2 separate regions of the Mus musculus genome follow, and region 1 is linked to region 2. A link is a contact called in public Micro-C data. All regions are on one chromosome and are shown on one strand. Each heading gives the region's core, a stretch centred on a gene start, on an enhancer-like site or on the middle of the called end of the contact. The rest is flanking DNA. Distances are from core to core; before and after follow the strand shown. Region 1 holds the start of Tbc1d30 (TBC1 domain family, member 30). Region 2 holds the start of Hmga2 (high mobility group AT-hook 2).

What was found. Hi-C and Micro-C count contacts between places; a contact is called where the count stands out from the background.
Region 1: a Micro-C map of embryonic stem cells shows a contact between it and region 2, with 2.5 times the contacts expected there. The contact joins the promoter of Tbc1d30 here to the promoter of Hmga2 in region 2. A contact is called at or near these places in 1 of 39 promoter capture datasets (embryonic stem cells), 1 of 484 Hi-C or Micro-C datasets (embryonic stem cells) and 1 of 9 other capture datasets (embryonic stem cells).

Annotation. Positions count from the first base shown.
Region 1 is chr10:121,349,998-121,353,065 of GRCm38.p6, reverse strand. It overlaps Tbc1d30 (TBC1 domain family, member 30), which reads left to right and starts at 1,422. Exons shown (of 13, transcript NM_001361015.1): 1 at 1,422-2,049. The coding sequence starts at 1,689.
Region 2 is chr10:120,475,094-120,478,537 of GRCm38.p6, reverse strand. It overlaps Hmga2 (high mobility group AT-hook 2), which reads left to right and starts at 2,069. Exons shown (of 5, transcript NM_010441.3): 1 at 2,069-2,585. The coding sequence starts at 2,475.

The DNA of each region.
Region 1 (3,068 bases), core at 173-2,672, 880 kb before region 2:
CTCTTTAAAAGAATCGGTGTGGTAGCAGTTTATTCATCTTTTTCTTGTAATCCATGAACAGGTTGACATTTCTTTATTCTTATTTATTTATTTTATGTAAGTACACTGTAGCTGTCTTCAGACACGCCAGAAGAGGGCGTCAGAGCTCATTTTTGGATGGTTGTGAGCCACCATGTGGTGCTGGAATTTGAACTCAGGACCTTCTGGAGAGCAGTCAGTGCTGTTAACCGCTGAGCCATCTCTTCAGCCCACCATTTCTTTATTCTTGTGCGTGTGTCTTATGGTATGCATATGGAGGTCAGAGGGCAACTTTTTACAAGGGGGATCTTTGCTTCTACTTTGTGGGTACCAGGGATCAAGCACAGGTTGTTGATGGCAAATGTGCCTTTACTTGCTGATCCATCTTGCTATATATTAAATAATTTAATATTTAAAAAAATTTAAAAGCTGGTACTTTTAACTGCTGAGCCATCTCTCGGCCCCTCCAGTATATGTTCAAATTCTGTATGCTTAGGGCATACATACAACGTCATAAAACTGGTGCTTTTATAACTCACAGTAGCTCAAATTTCAAAGTATTTTGTTGGTAGTGGTTAAGGACATCAGGCTGTGCCCCACCACGTAAGAAGTGTAAATAAACAGGAAGCCTGCCACTGTTCTTTGGTTTTTGGAGACAGGATTTCTCTTTATAGCCCTGGCTGTCCTGGAACTCACTTTGTAGACCAGGCTGGCCTCGAACTCAGAAATCCGCCTGCCTCTGCCTCCCGAGTGCTGGGATCAAAGGCATGCGCCACCATGCCCGGCTGCCACTCTCCTTTAGAAGCCCTAGATGTACAGACAATTAACAGCTTCAGGCTGAGGAGTATTTCTGTCTAATGAGAGGCAGACACTAAGAAAAGTTCAAGCTTCCTTCCTGGCAAGTCATTGAACCTCTTGGCTGCAAGGCTCTCACCGAAAAGCGAGGACACCACAGGGTTAAACTGATGATCAATGTGACTAAGTTCACAAAGTTATCCAAGGGGAAGGTAATCAAAAATTCTTCCGAAGTCTAGTGTAAAGACAGATCTCTCCGAGGAGCTAGAGAGAGGGCTCGCCAGGCAGAAGTACTTGTCTAACAAGCTTGCCAACCCGAGTTTGACCCCCTGAACCCATTTAAAGCCGGGAGTTTGATTCCCAGAACCCAGTTAAAAGTTGGAAGGAGAAAAACCGGCTGCACAGTGTTGCCTGACCGCTGGTCTCCACAGGCACATCCTGGGATGAGTGCGCAGCAATAATACACATTTTTTCTTTTTCTTTTTTAAAGGAAAAAGATAAAACTCCCATAAACTCGAATTCACCATCAAAACCAGCTCTGGCGACTTTTGTTAGCTCGGCCAACTCAGGAAGGTCTATTAAACCCACAATCAAGTGTCACGGAATTTAGTTGTTCTGAATCCAGGTCTTTTATTGGAGGAAAAAAGTTCACAACGTCACTCAAATCCCAGGACTTGCCAGATAGTCAGGTTTTTGTGGAGTCTCCTGGACGCTCCGGGTCAGGTGGGAAGGATTCGGGCGCGGCGCCCGCGGACGTGAAGCCGGAACTCCGGTCCTCCGCCCATTGGTTGGCATTTCGACCCCTGCTGGGGACTCTTTGCTGCCCGCGTGGCCGCGCCCTCCCGGAACTGGCGGGCGCCGCGGCGGTTCGAGCCATGGAGGTCCTTCCAGCGGGCAGGACGTGGGACCCGCAGCAATCCGAGGAGGCGGCGGGGCACCCGGCGGACGAGGGCGACTTGGAGCCGCAGCCCGACGGCCGCACGAGCCGCACGGCGTCCCTAGTGAGCGGGTTGCTCACCGAGCTCTACAGCTGCACCGAGGAGGAGGAGGTGGCAGCCGGCGGGGACCGTGCGTCCCAGGGCCGCCCCCTGCGAAGGGACAGCCTGGACAGCTCCACCGAGACCTCGGGTTCCGACGCATTCCTGGGCGGCCGCGGCGCTGGCGACTCCCGAGTGCTGCAGGAGCTGCGGGAGCGCCCGAGCCTGCGGCTCCAGATGCAGTACCTGCAGCGGAAAGGTGAGCGAGGGCGCGGGGACTCCTGCCTATCTGTGCCACCTGCCCCACTGCGCCATTTGCATTATCTGCTCCAGTTGCCCACCTGCGCCACCTGGCCCGCTTGACCACCTGTGCTAGTTGCCCACCTGCGCCACCTGTGCGCTGCCGCTCTGCCCGCACACCCGGAGAGTGTGGAGTCTCCTTTCATCTGACTCGGGACTCTTCTGTCACTCTTTCCCTAGACATTTCCTAATGCCCAGCCCCTCCCCCTCTGCTAGGGTGGCTCGGAGCGTGGTCGAGTCTTTCCACCTCCCCCACGCCTCTCAGAAGTCCGAAGCTAGGGGCAGTGTAGACTCTTAACTTTACCTGAACAGCTGTTAGGACTAGTTTGGCGTTTCTTCCGTGCTTACTAGAAATTTCCTAGAGGACCCTGGGAGAAGAGAGCCGACTTCTAGGGCTTCCCACCCCACCCCCTTCCCTAGCCACGCCGCTTGGACAGGGATTTTTAACTAGTGAGGCAGAATAATTCGATAATGCAGTTCGCAGCAGAGCGCGTGAATTCCGTGCCTGTCAGAGTGTGAGTCCCCAGCAGCTCTGCTTTAATCTGGGTCTCAGGACTGAGTGAAGTCTGAGCGCTTGGCCTTCACGGTGCATTTAACAACTGCTACCGTTCACCTGCCCAGAGAGTGCAGCTGAGAAATGGCCTGGTTTCCTCGGATCATAGGCTGATTTGATGTTTCTTCCGTTATCAAATTCTGAGACTCAAATTCTGGTCGAAAAAAAAATTTTTTTTTTCTCAATAATGATAGCTTATATTTCAGGCATCGGGACTAGTGTAGTTGTCTTTTTGCATAGATCTGGGAAAACCTCAATTTACAAAATGTACTAAAGTGTGGGGAACAGAAGGCCAGCCACTATCACATTTCTTGCAATATTGTCCTTGTGCTAAATGACCATGGGGGTGGGGAATAGAGAGAATTATACAGTCTTCTTGTACTTGCTGTATCCAGTCTAGCTGGTTCCAGGAAAAAAAAAAAAAC
Region 2 (3,444 bases), core at 820-3,319:
GAAGATACCATCTTTCAGCCAAGCCCTGACAAAACCTTAGGTTCCTGTTAGACCCCTCCCTCGGTATTCATTTGCTGGGCTCCATCTGGAGGTATGGGGGTCTCTTCCTCTCCATCAGAGCTAAGCGTTCCCAGACTCAACGCCAGCCCTCGGTTCCTGCAGAGCACTCTATGTACAGAGAAGTGTCCCAACTCTGCAAAGGGCAGCTGGAAACGGATTTAAAACGGCAACGCTGACCAATCAGCACAGTCGCGCCCAAGCAGACATTTACACGTGCCTCAAGTACAACGGAACCTGGCAGAGCCTAGATCCCGGCGTTAGGGCTGTAAAGAAGGCGTTTTTATTCCACGGTGTTCCGTATCTTTGTAAGAAAAAAAAAAAAAAACTTCACTGGGTGAACATTTTTATTCTGGAGTCAGTCCAACACAATTTTGGGTGCGATGTGGGAAAATCTGACCCTAAGATTTTCTTTCTTCCCCCTTTCAGATTTGTGTTATTCAAGGATGAGAAAGAGGTGCCTTTTAGAACGTTTTACGCCTTTCAAAAAAGTTGACTGTGGCCACGATGGTGTTCACATAACTTAGAAACAGCCCAGGCTATAAAATTAGGACTTGGCAGAAAGGAATTCTGAGGGAGAAGGTTAAAATGAAGGCAAACTTCAGGCAATTGGTGCGGTGGAAGGATAAGTGATCGGTAATATCCCATAGAGTTATGGGCGTCCCAGCACGGGGGTGCAGCGCCTGCTCCAGGAGTCAGTCCTGGGGGAGGGGACCTCGATAAAGGAGCTGGCACACTCGGTGTTCCTGTGTATAGTGTGCAAGTGTGTGCTTTTGTTGCGAATGTGCTTACTGGCACCATCGTGTGTCTGGTAGTGTGTGCTTAAGCACGGGTTTGTTTGCATGCCTGCTTGCCAGTGAAGTGTGTGTGCGCGCACACATGAATTTTCGTGCAAGCTTGTCTGCGATCACACGCGTGGGCCCGTGTATCTTTGTGCACGCTTGTTTGTGCGCCGGCCCGTGCACTCTGGGGTGAGGGCATTTCTCAGTGGAGCGGGGGGGGGGGGGGGGTCGCAAGGGGCGCTCCGACTCCTTGGTCGCTCTTTTCCCGGGGCTGAAATAGTAGACAGCGGCGGTTGACCCTGAATGCTTCCGGAAACTTCGGGCAACCCTCGGTGGAAGCACAGGTAGAAGCCAAGCTCTCCAGGGTGACTCTGAGATAGTCATTTTCTTTCGCCTTCCTAGGACAGCCGCTCAGGGGTGGCCTCCAGCGGCGATCCGGCAGGAGAGCCTAGGCCCTGTCTTTTTAACCCCACTGCTGGCGGGAGCACGTGAGCCGGGGCTCCGGGTGGCAACCGGGCGCCGCCGCCTTCGAGGCAGTTGTGTTTCGAACGCTGCCTCTGGCCCGCGGCCAGGCGCCTGGGCTCGGCTGTCCGCCTGGCCTGCCCCCTCCTCTTGCTTCTCCTGCAGCCCCCTCCCCTTTATCCGCCCACGATCAGAGGTGGGCACTCCCCGTTCCCGCCACCCCCTCCGCAAGTGCGAGCGCGCGTGTACACACACGCACACGCACGCACACACTCATCCCTCTTGAATCCCGGGCAGGAACTCTGAAAACTTGCAGCACGGGCAAAACTTGGGCTCCGGGTGCAGAGCGCAGAGGCCAGCAGCTTGTCCCTCTGCATCTGTGCAGTGCCGCCGCCTGACCCCGCCACCCGAGGAGGCGCGGTGCCACCCACTGCTCTGTTCCTTGCTAGAGCTGAGCTGGGCGCCCTACCGGATCCTGGCAGAAACTTCCACTCTCTCCTCGGTTTCTGACCGCACTAGTCAGTCTCTATCTCTGTCCCGTTCTGTCTCTTTGTCTCTGTCTCTCTCTGAGTTTCTGTCTCTGTCCCTCTTCTCTGTGTCTCTCTCTGGCTCTCTGCGTCTCTGTCTCTCCTTCCCGCCCCCCTCCCTCTCTCTCCCTCTGGGGTGGGGGAGAGGAGGCGGAATTCTTTCCCCGCCTAACATTTCAAGGGACACAATTCACTCCAAGTCTCTTCCCTCTCCAAGCCGCTGCCGAGCGTCCCAGTACCCGCAACTCCCGAGCCTTTGCGGAGAGAGCAACCCTCTCCGCCTCCAACTCTTCCCTCTCCTTCGCTTCCCGCCTCCTCTCCCTACCTCCACCTCTACCTCCGCCACCCACTGCCCGCAGCGCCTCCTCCTTTCCTCCTCCTCCTCTCCTCCTCCTCTCTTCCTCCTCCCCTCTCTCTTTTTGGCAGCCGCTGGACGTCCGGTGTTGATGGTGGCAGCGGCGGCAGCCTAAGCAGCAGCAGTAGTCCCCGGCGCACTCGCCAGCTCGCCTGCTCTCGCCGCTCTTGCCCTCTCCAGCTCTCTACATCCCGTCTCCCGAAAGGTGCTGGGCGGATTCGGGGCGGCGGAGGCCGAGCGGCTGCAGCGGCGGTACCGGTAGAGGCAGTGGTAGCGGCGGCGGGAGGCAGGATGAGCGCACGCGGTGAGGGCGCCGGGCAGCCGTCCACATCAGCCCAGGGACAACCTGCCGCCCCGGTGCCACAGAAGCGAGGACGCGGCCGACCCAGGAAGCAGCAGCAAGTCAGTACGCCGACGCGGAGGGGCCACTCAGCCCACCCGCGACGCCTCTGCCCCCGGGGCCCCGCGACACGCCGGGCGACCGGAGCGCGGGAGCGCAGCGGCTACGGCAGCGCAAGCTAGCCCGCCTGCCACCCGGGTGTAGGTGGGGCGGGAGACCGAGTTCCCCTGGAGAGTGCGCGGCGCAGTCTCTCCGGGTACCCGCGCTCCCCGGCTCCAAGAGCTGGGGTCCCGCGGCGAGCCGTAGCCACCCGGTGGAGGTGGGGTCGCGCGAATCGTGGACAGGGACTTTCGCTATTGTGCGCAGCCCCGGAGCGGCGCGGCGTGGCTCGGGGGGGGGGCATCGAGCCTCGGGGGTCCCAAAGAATAAAAGCGTCGCTTTGTCAGCCGCTTTGGCGACTGGGGGGACTGGGGAGTTCAGGAGGGGCAGGACTGCGAGTCCGAAGCTCTTAGACCCGCGGCTTTCTCCGGCTTCTCGGGGCCGCCTTCCCGTAGGAGGCTGATGCGCCGCGGCCGCCCCCTCGGTGCCCTCCCCACACTCCATGGCCCAAGGCTCGCGCCCTCCCGACAAAGAACGCGTGCGGAGCCGACTGCCCGCCTGGTGCTCCTCCCGAGGATATTTAAATGCCTGCCGAGCTGCTACAGCCGCCGGGGCTGGCGGGGAAAGGATCCCGGAGGATCCCAGGCCCCCGCGGGCCCGGGAAACGCGCTTCGCCCAGGGAGCTCTGGAAGGAAAGTGCACGGTAGCCAGGGTCGCTTCCCCGCCAGGAGTCGGGTCCCTCTTTGGCTCCTCGATCCCGCTCCTCTGAGCAGCCCAAGTTTTAGCTTCCTCTTGGGCGAGTGGCTGGGGGCTGGGAAGGGA